Regions from separate parts of the Anser cygnoides genome. Here region 2 is linked to region 1. The links are chromatin contacts, called in public Hi-C maps. All regions are on one chromosome and are shown on one strand. The core of a region is the stretch at or near the end of the contact, and the rest is flanking DNA. Distances in the headings are between cores, read along the strand shown.

The links. A called contact is a pair of places that touch in the nucleus more often than the background predicts.
Region 2: a Hi-C map of liver shows a contact between it and region 1, with 1.8 times the contacts expected there. The contact joins the promoter of USP38 here to the promoter of ZNF330 in region 1. A contact is called at or near these places in 2 of 7 Hi-C or Micro-C datasets (granulosa cells and liver).

What each region holds. Positions count from the first base shown.
Region 1 is chr4:41,586,225-41,590,589 of Taihu_goose_T2T_genome, reverse strand. ZNF330 (zinc finger protein 330) reads right to left here and starts at 2,014. Exons shown (of 10, transcript XM_048075006.2): 1 at 1,874-2,014. LOC136790814 (a long non-coding RNA gene) reads left to right here and starts at 2,350. Exons shown (of 4, transcript XR_010831476.1): 1 at 2,350-2,872.
Region 2 is chr4:42,134,718-42,139,082 of Taihu_goose_T2T_genome, reverse strand. USP38 (ubiquitin specific peptidase 38) reads right to left here and starts at 1,957. Exons shown (of 10, transcript XM_048074964.2): 1 at 1,144-1,957; 2 at 533-668. The coding sequence starts at 1,828.

The DNA of each region.
Region 1 (4,365 bases), core at 765-3,264:
CGAAAGCACTGAGAAGACAAACCACCTTCATAAGAAACGCTCTCTCAATGACTACTGAGGACACAGATTATGAGAAATGTCAAAGACAGGAGTTCTTTAGAAAGCTGTGCTATCAACAACAAAAATGCAATGTCAGGTTCTTTTAACAAAGCTATCAAATTAATCCAGGCTCTCAAACACCAAACAATAAACACCACCACCCTACAGATCAATATTCTATCACTCTTTCCCTCTGAGCTTCCATGTAAGATGTTTGTCTTTGCCCTAAATTATAGATTTTTAGGGAACTGGCCATCTTTTAATTTTCTGACTATAGCACAATAGTGTTATGATGTCAAAAATTACGATAGTAAAAAAAATTTGTTTACCCGCAATTCCTTTCAAATCAGGGTATTGTACCTTTCAAAAGTGCCGATCAGTATTTAATGTTCCTATGCAGTATGTTCTGCCCGCAGTTTTGACAATCCTTCTGTAATCTGAGGCTGGTGGGTGACCCAAAAATGTATTTAGGCAGCACAGCACTGTTACCAAATGTTCAGACAGGATATGAGAAATTCACAATACCGTCTGTCACACTGCATGTGTTTGTGTACCCTGCTTCTTTCCACCTACCGTGCTGCCAGAGAAACCACCCAGGATGTAGTAGGTCCATACCTGGATCCCTCCTCAGCCCAAGAAGGTACGAACCTGCTGACCTACAGAGCACCTGAACTCCTGAACCACAACCAGCTCTGCATGAGGGTTTCTCCACCATTTGAAATTTTCTACTCTGGAGCAAAATGTTCCAGATTGACTGGGTTGGAGCAGCAGTAGGGGTGAGCGTGACTCTCTGAGGTGTGGTAGATAAAGCTGAGTCCTGTCATCAGGAGGGCACGTAAGAGGTGAGTGGCTGCGTACTGTGTCCTCAGCATTGTGCGTCATTCTGTAAAAGTCCCACTACTATTCCTCACGGGCTGCGCTGCTTGCTGTGGCAAATACAGGTCTAGACATCAGGGTTCCCACCACAGCTCCAAAGACTGTTAGTGTATTTTACCTGACACGAACTGTGCTATTTAAATACATAAATTATGTTTGGCATTTAAATTCCATTGGGGTTGTACCATGCCTATGCCTTTTTTTTTTCCCCTCTTTGCAATTGTTTTTCATGAGTCGTTGAAGACGCGTGGTCAGTTTGCAGCAGACAGGGAAGCAGACTGCACCAGCACGTATCTGGATCTTGTGTGCTGAGCAGGACATTCCCTCGTGTCATTATTCTGACTTGGGTGACACGCTGACCTCCCTGCTGTCACAAACATAATGAACAGCTGTAACAAGATGTTCAACTGGGAGACAGTTGGGTTACCCCTGTCCCACCACACAAATATGGAGAGAAGCAGCCTTCTGCCTTCCAGCACTTCCTGTCTGTCACCATCAGACAGCTCCTAGCTTGTTCACCAGAAGAGGAATGGGGTTCGCTGGGTCACGTCTGCTTCCATGCTGGATTCACAGAAACCTGCTTCACCACTTGGCAAGCCTTGCACAGGAGTAGAACACCGATTAAAATAAGATCTGTGCTAACAGTATTCCACGCTGATATTCCTCCCTACCTAATAACGAAGTAATTTTCACGGAAGCGTGATTTGAAGGTCTTGCTCCGTCTTTTAGGGAAACGCCCGGCGGCGGCAGCAGGCCCCCGGCCGGGCAGGGCACCGCGGTGCCCCCAGCGCGGCCTTGAAGGCGGCGGCCGCCCCCCGGCAGCACGCCTCGGCCCGGGGCACGCAGCCGGGCCCAGCCGCGGGCCCGAAGCCACACAAACCGGCTGCCTTCCCCGCACCGCCGCGCACCCGGCGGAGGCCTCCAGCCCCCAGGCCGCGCCGCACCGCCCGCTCCCCACCTGGACCTCGGCGCTGCGCGGCATCCGCTCCCCCGGAGCTCCCCCGGCTCCCGGCGGCAGCCCCCGCCGCCCCTCAGCGCCCGCCGGGCTCCGGCAGCGGGAGGAAGCCGGCAGCGCTCCTCGGCCCGGCCCGGCCCCGCGCCGAGGCACGAAGGTTCCGCTCCAGCCGCCGCTGGGGCCGTTGGGGCCGTTGGTCAGGGCCGCTGGGGCCCAGCCTGCCTCAGCGCCGGGGAGAAGGGCCCGCGGCGGGCCGCGTAACGCCGCTTTTGTCCGCTTGCGTCTTCTCGGACACACGCACATGCACACAAAAAGCTGCTGCCTCCACATGAGTGTTTGTGTCCTGAAATGAGGGAAAAAAAAAAAAAAAAAACTCTTAAAAGAGGGTTAGTTTTTTTTGCCGATCCTAATTAAAGTAATCTTCCTCCTCACTGAGAACGTTCCCTTGGCGTTACTGCGGCTTTCCCCTCACTGAGGATGTGCTCTTGGTGTGTCTGCGGCTTTGTCCTCACTGAAAAAGTTCTTGCAAAGCGTTTGTGCGGATGACAGTGTTCGGTGGTCATTCCACCCGTAATTCCTGTGTGCTTTCATGGCAATTGCCCTCACGCTGTCACTGAAGAAAGACCAGCTGTTAGGATGCACTAATTGCAACAACTAGTTGTGACTGTAACCCATTAAGGTTGGCACCTGAAAAGGTCTCTCTCTCTGAAAGCTTTTATCAGCAGCTCTGTATTTTTCCAAAATAAAGCCTTGTCTAATCTTAACAGTAGGCATACAACACAGCAAGCAGGGAAGGGATCGCTCCCGTTACCACCAAAGCCCTTGCCGTGGACCAGCCTGCCTTTGGGGTCTGGATCCAGGTCTGTTTCTCAGCGTTTTCCACTCCTGTCCTCACTGAGCCACCTGGAGGCCTGTGACCTTCTGGTGCCTGCTTGACTTCTGCCACCACGGCCAGCTCTGGAGCTTGCTTTGGCTGGAGCGCCTGGAAGACATCTGCCTGAGGTGAGAAGGGTACAAAGTTTGGGGTGAGGACGGCTCTGTGGGCTTGCTGCTCCCCTTTCTTTTTATGTACAGTGAGGCTTTGCTTAACTCCTCATCGTAAACAGTGTACAACACAAGTAGAAACAGAAAGGACCAAGGATGTCTTTGATTCTTTTTAACGTTGTAAGTTCTTCCTACATGCATATTTATTGTTCTTGTGCATTTTGCCTAGAAATCCCTTGTGGAAATCCTTAGATGATGTATCTGATAGTTATTTAAATGAAGACGAGTGGAAGGATCAGAGAGCAGTTACATTGCAATATAATTCATTTATAGTCTTTTGCCTAGGATGAGAAGCGTATGATATATATTTCATACATATTAGTCTTAGGGCACTGTTGTATTTCTAGTGTTCTTTGATCATCCATTCAGGTGGGTTAGTTGTATTGCTCCACACTGGGCTTGGTCATGCATTTCTTACTGGAAGTTGGCTGCTAGTTAAGTGTGTGATCTTGGCTTAAAGAGGGAGACAGGTATTCGGTGGGCACCACTGCCTTTCCATCGAGATTCTTGTAACTTTTGGGAGTTTAGGGTTGTATCTTGTAACAATTTACATGCTTGTCTTGCTTTTCCTTCAAGATGTGACCTTCACACCAGGTTATTGGGATGCACAGAAAAATGTGTTATTGTTTAAGATAAAAATTCATGATGATCACTTAACTGGACATTTCTCATTATAAGAAAGTGTGTAGAGAAATAATTTTTAATTACTATCAGTTACTATGGCTACATACTATTTAACTAACACCTTAAGTAGAAAATGTGATCTTTCGTAAGACCTTAGAGCTTTTCTTGTCATTCTCAGTTTTCTAATGAATGCCCTCACTTTGCTTAATGCCATGAATCATTAGTATACTTTCATTCTGGTTGTGACCGTTCCAGTTTGTTTTAAGCTGCCATGGATGCAAGAACACAGTGAGAATAACAGATAAAGCATTGGGGAGGGGAAGGAGGGGGAGAGACAAAGTTTTAATCTCTTTTAGAATAACTATTCTAGGCTGCTAATCCACTTTCATGAATGAGTGGAGATGCTGAAGAAAGGACTTGCAGATACATCTATGGAAATTACAATTGTCCTTCCATTTGAACGTGCATTTTTTATATAAGCAAACATGAATGAAAAGGAGGAAAAAAGCTAGGAAAAAAAAAAAAAAGGAAACATAACAGGGAGGTATGCTGCCACTAAGATTTCTTTGTTAGTCTCATGTAGGTGGCTTTCAAGTAGCTTTATTTTATCCTGGGAAACTGTATCTGCCTTGCTTATGTTTCACAAACCACCCTCTAGATGGCAGGAGTCGGTCACTTCAATCCTGAATGGTAAAACATCTTATTTTCAGAACAGGTAGAAGTGGCCCAGGGCTGTAATACAAGTGAATAAGAGAAAATGAGATGAGGATAGCCAATTTAGAGCTCACGCAATTTCCATTAGCAATACTGGACTACTCTCTGGGGAA
Region 2 (4,365 bases), core at 708-3,207, 550 kb before region 1:
TACTGAAAAGTCATAAAGATAGCTAAGCAGAAATGAGTAAATATCATTTCTGATTCCTCTCTTTACAGATGGAGAAGAGGTGAGAGAGACAATCTACATCTTGGAAAAGTGGAAAGGCTAATCTTCAGAGAACAAGGCCTTATTTCTCAGCTTGACAGTAAGACCCGTCAAGTTTCCTAGTTTAAGCTGTCTCCCATCAAGTGGGATACCTAAAAAGAATATATAATTTAAAAGCAACACAGGTGGCTTCCTCTTAGTTTCTGCTCATACTTCCTCTTCATTCTGTCCTAGCAAAGTGTGACAAAAAAGCCATACTAGCAATGAAGGCAGTAACCTTAAACTGAGACCTTGCTGGTAACATCCCAGGTATCAGCAATATAAACAAGTTTAACATGACAAACAGTGTAACTTTGAATGCCATCTTAGAAGTGTCCTCATACCTTGTTTTATTTTTTTTTTTAAACTGAAGCAAGAAATAACTTCAAAAAAGGCAATGTCAACAGTGTTCCCCCTTCCCAATGAAATACGGTACCTGCACAGCGCTTGAGTCATACTTGCATCTTTCACATTCGGATCTGTAGTAAGGCTCATGATGAGTACTGTAATCATCTGTAATGGTATGTGCTGCACAAGACTTGCCAGTGCAACCGAGGGTTCAAATGAAGTATCTGCAATAGTTCAACAGGCCATATTGTAAGAAATGAACAGAAATCCCCGCAGGAAAACTACACTTGATTTTCGCAACGGCTTGACTGCAGCTGTGAAGTTTTGAAACAAGTCTAGCCTAAACCTAACGTTATATTGACACAGGGTGGAATGAGAGAAGTTTCAATGGGTTAAGCACACGAAGAGCGCTGAATTACAGCGCCCTTTGTTCATTCAGTATCTGCACAAGACAGTGACAACCTGCCAACTTCCTCCCCCTCTCCCTCCACTGCGGTGCCATACGACTGCTTGGTGTGCTGGATGTTAACGTGAGCCCTGCACAGCTATTTCGCATGCTCTTTCTCAGCAACCCCTGGCTAGCCGGAGTGCCTGCGGCCAGACACCGCATCCTAGCGCTCTCTGGGTGCCAGAGGCGCCCGCCGCGGGACCTCCGCGGCCCCTTCCCTCCGCTCCGCCCCTCCCGGGCCCGGGGCTCACCGGCGGCCGAGATGACGGCGAAGAGCTCCTGCAGGGAGGGCAGCAGCGTGTCGGGCTCGGCCTTCCAGACGCTGCGCAGCAGCCCGCTCACCTGCGTCACCTGCGAGACGTAGAGGCGCAGCTCGGCCTCCCGGCTGCCCTGGCTCTGGAAGTGGGCGATGCTGCGCACCAGCTGCTGGCAGAAGGCGAGCGAGAGCTTCCTGCCGCGGGGCAGGCACTGCGGGAAGTCGCCCAGCAGCTGGCAGAGGCGGGCGCAGAGCGGCGGCGCCGGCCGCTCGCACACCAGGCGCAGCGCCTCCACCTGCAGCAGCTCGAAGAGCTCCAGCACCGAGGGGCAGCTCATGATGAGGCGCAGCCCGGCCTGGATGTAGTCCAGGATGGCCGGGTCGCGGTTGCTCAGCTCGCCGTAGCCGCGCTGCAGGAGGCCGAGGACGAGCCCGCGGTCGAAGAAGGCCTCGAACTCGGCGCGGTGGTAACGGCCGTAGGCCTCCAGCACCTGCCGGCCCACCTGCCGCTGGAACCGGTCGGGGCCCTGCAGCACCAGCCGGGTGCCCAGCGCGAACATGGCGCGGCACTGCGCCCGGCTCAGCGGCGTCTCGGCCAGCTCCACCACCCGCTGCACGATCACCCGCTTCAGCGGCAGCGGGTGCGCCGAGCTCACCAGCCCCTCCAGGATCTTGTCCATGGCGGACGCCGCCAACGCATCGGCCGAGAGGCGGCGGCGGCGGCGGACGGATAGGAGGACCGGCTCGGCACCGGGCCTCGGCGGGGGCCGCCGCCGCCGCCTCCCCGCGGCCCTGCCGCCGCCCCGGCGCGCTATGCCGCCCCGCCGGCTGCCGCCGCCGCCCGCCCGCCCGCTGCGCCCCCCCGCCGCTCGCCCGGGCGGCGCCGCGGCCCCAACGGAGGCTGCCGAACGCTGCCCCCCGCCCCCCCCCCTCCGACCCGGAAGCGGAGCGGCGCAAACGGGAAGCGGCGGCGGCAGGACGCGGCGCAAAGGCCGTGCCGCCCCGCCCCGCCTCCCCCCCCGCCGCACCGGCCAATGGCGGGCGGCAGGGGCAGGGGGCGGCGCGGCGCGGCGGGAGGGGCAGGGCTGCGCGGCGGCGGGGGCGGCCGTGATGGCGGCCGGGGGCGGGGCTTCGGGGGGGCGGGCAATGGGGGGGCGGGCAATGGCGGCGCGGCCGTGATGGCGGCCGTGGGGCTGAGGGGAATGCGGTGCCGTTGTGGTAGCGGAGGGGAGCGGAGCGCCCCGCAGCCTCAAAGAAACGCCAGCGCAAAGCCTTAAGTACCACAGCGGTCAAAAACACCGAGCCAGGAAGTTCAGAGTTAACTTAAAGATCGACTCCACCGTTTATAAAATATTCCGACGGTGCCGTTAAACTGCTCACACAGCCGTAACTTGGCTCCTCCGCGCTCCAGTTTTCTGTTTGCTCCTCGTACCTGTAACAGTTCTAGAAATCGCAACACACGAGAAAAATTGCCATGACAGAGTCATTGTGTTCCTGTACAAGTTGTGTTGGCCTAGGGATTTTTCTAAGGTAGTTAAAAGTATCAGATAATATTACCATCGATTTATTAATTACGTAGCTCCAGAGTTGCTCAAATGTGTCAGGATGTATGAGAAAGAGAAACAAAAAGAAGTGGAGAAAGGCAAGGTGGTATGGCAGGCTCATGGGGCACACCATGGAGGGATGATGATGAGAGGGGCAGTTGCCATGAATAGCAGAAACCAATGTGAAAGAGCTGGAATGGCCTTCTGAGAATCTGGAAATGTGGATGGCTTGCAGGTCCAGAGATCTCCCCAGAGATGGGGAAAGCAGAAAACACGAGCAGCTACAGATCAGCAGGATCAGTTTTTTCTGTGAGCTAGGAGACCAAAGGTCTGAGCAGGTCTTCAGTGCTTTCTCTTTGGTTTACATGATGGCCACGAGTGGGAGAACTCTGCCTGCTGCTTGGGCTAAGGGATCACCGTGTAGATGAGGCAATTTCTCCAAAGATAGCCACAGAAAGGTCTGAAATCTACTGACCCAAGAAAAGCTAAAATTGATAGCCAGAGTCATATAGTTTTAGAGAGAGAAGGGTAACTAATGTAGGAACATGGAGACTCTTGGTTGCATCCAGATGACCAAGTATACATACTCTTCATTTAATTAACTTATTTCCAGTAATAGAACTAGTAATGACAAACAAGTGGTTAAGAGTTACAATGGCTGGTTGAGTCACTGCGTATGTTTATGACTTAATAGCTAAAAATAACCTGAACTGTGGGAATGATCCTAATTACAGCCTGACCATTAAATATGCAATTACCAGTATATACATATGAGCTAAATTTTGGAACACAAACTGTTCCTCTGTTCTCAATAAAATTTAACTTCAATATATCAATATATTACTAAGTCATGACCAAATGAAAATAAGTGAATTCTTCAGTCAATAAAATGTTTTAAAATGTTTACTCTGAAAAAGTAATGGAAAAAAACAGTTATGTTTCATCAAACAAAGATTATTAACAATTCTGAATAATAATTACTCTTTCTGTAAAACAGCACAAGTAACAGAGTAAGGTAAACGATGGCTTAATAACTCAAAAATCTTAACGAAAGTAAGACAGAAAGGAAACCTGTTACTAAGAACCCTGGGCTAAAGATATCCTGTCAGCCTACAGACATTTCACACCTTATGTTTGAGATGGCTGATTTCTAGCAGAACCTTTTCTAGGTAAGGAAAATGTGGCTCTCCCGCAGGGCCTCCCTAAGGGCTGGCAAGGCTCTAGACACAACATCTGCCCATTCCTTATTCCACCCATATGAACAGGTCTAACATGTTGGACTTGCTGCTGACGTATGGAGATAGCCACATAGCACGTATGGTGAATTTAGTCTCCCTGAGAGGTAGGATCCCCGTATAACTGCAGTAGGTTCGAGGCATCTGGTGCTGAGCATGTGGCATGGCCGTGTGGCTGCAAGTCTGCTAAATCTAGTTGAAGATGGGCAGCAGAGGCACGGGGGAGTAGGCGGACAGGCCTCTGTTTTCAGTCACAGCTTGCTGTTAGATTAGTTTCACTGTAACATGAAACTGCACCGTGAGTCACGAACTTTGGAGTGCTAATCGTGGCTCTGATATCAAGTCCACTGGTGGCAGCAAGCAGCTTATTTAACTGCAGGGCTGGTATCTGGGAAGTATGCATAGTAGTAGCTAGGTGCTGTAAGGTTCAATTACATA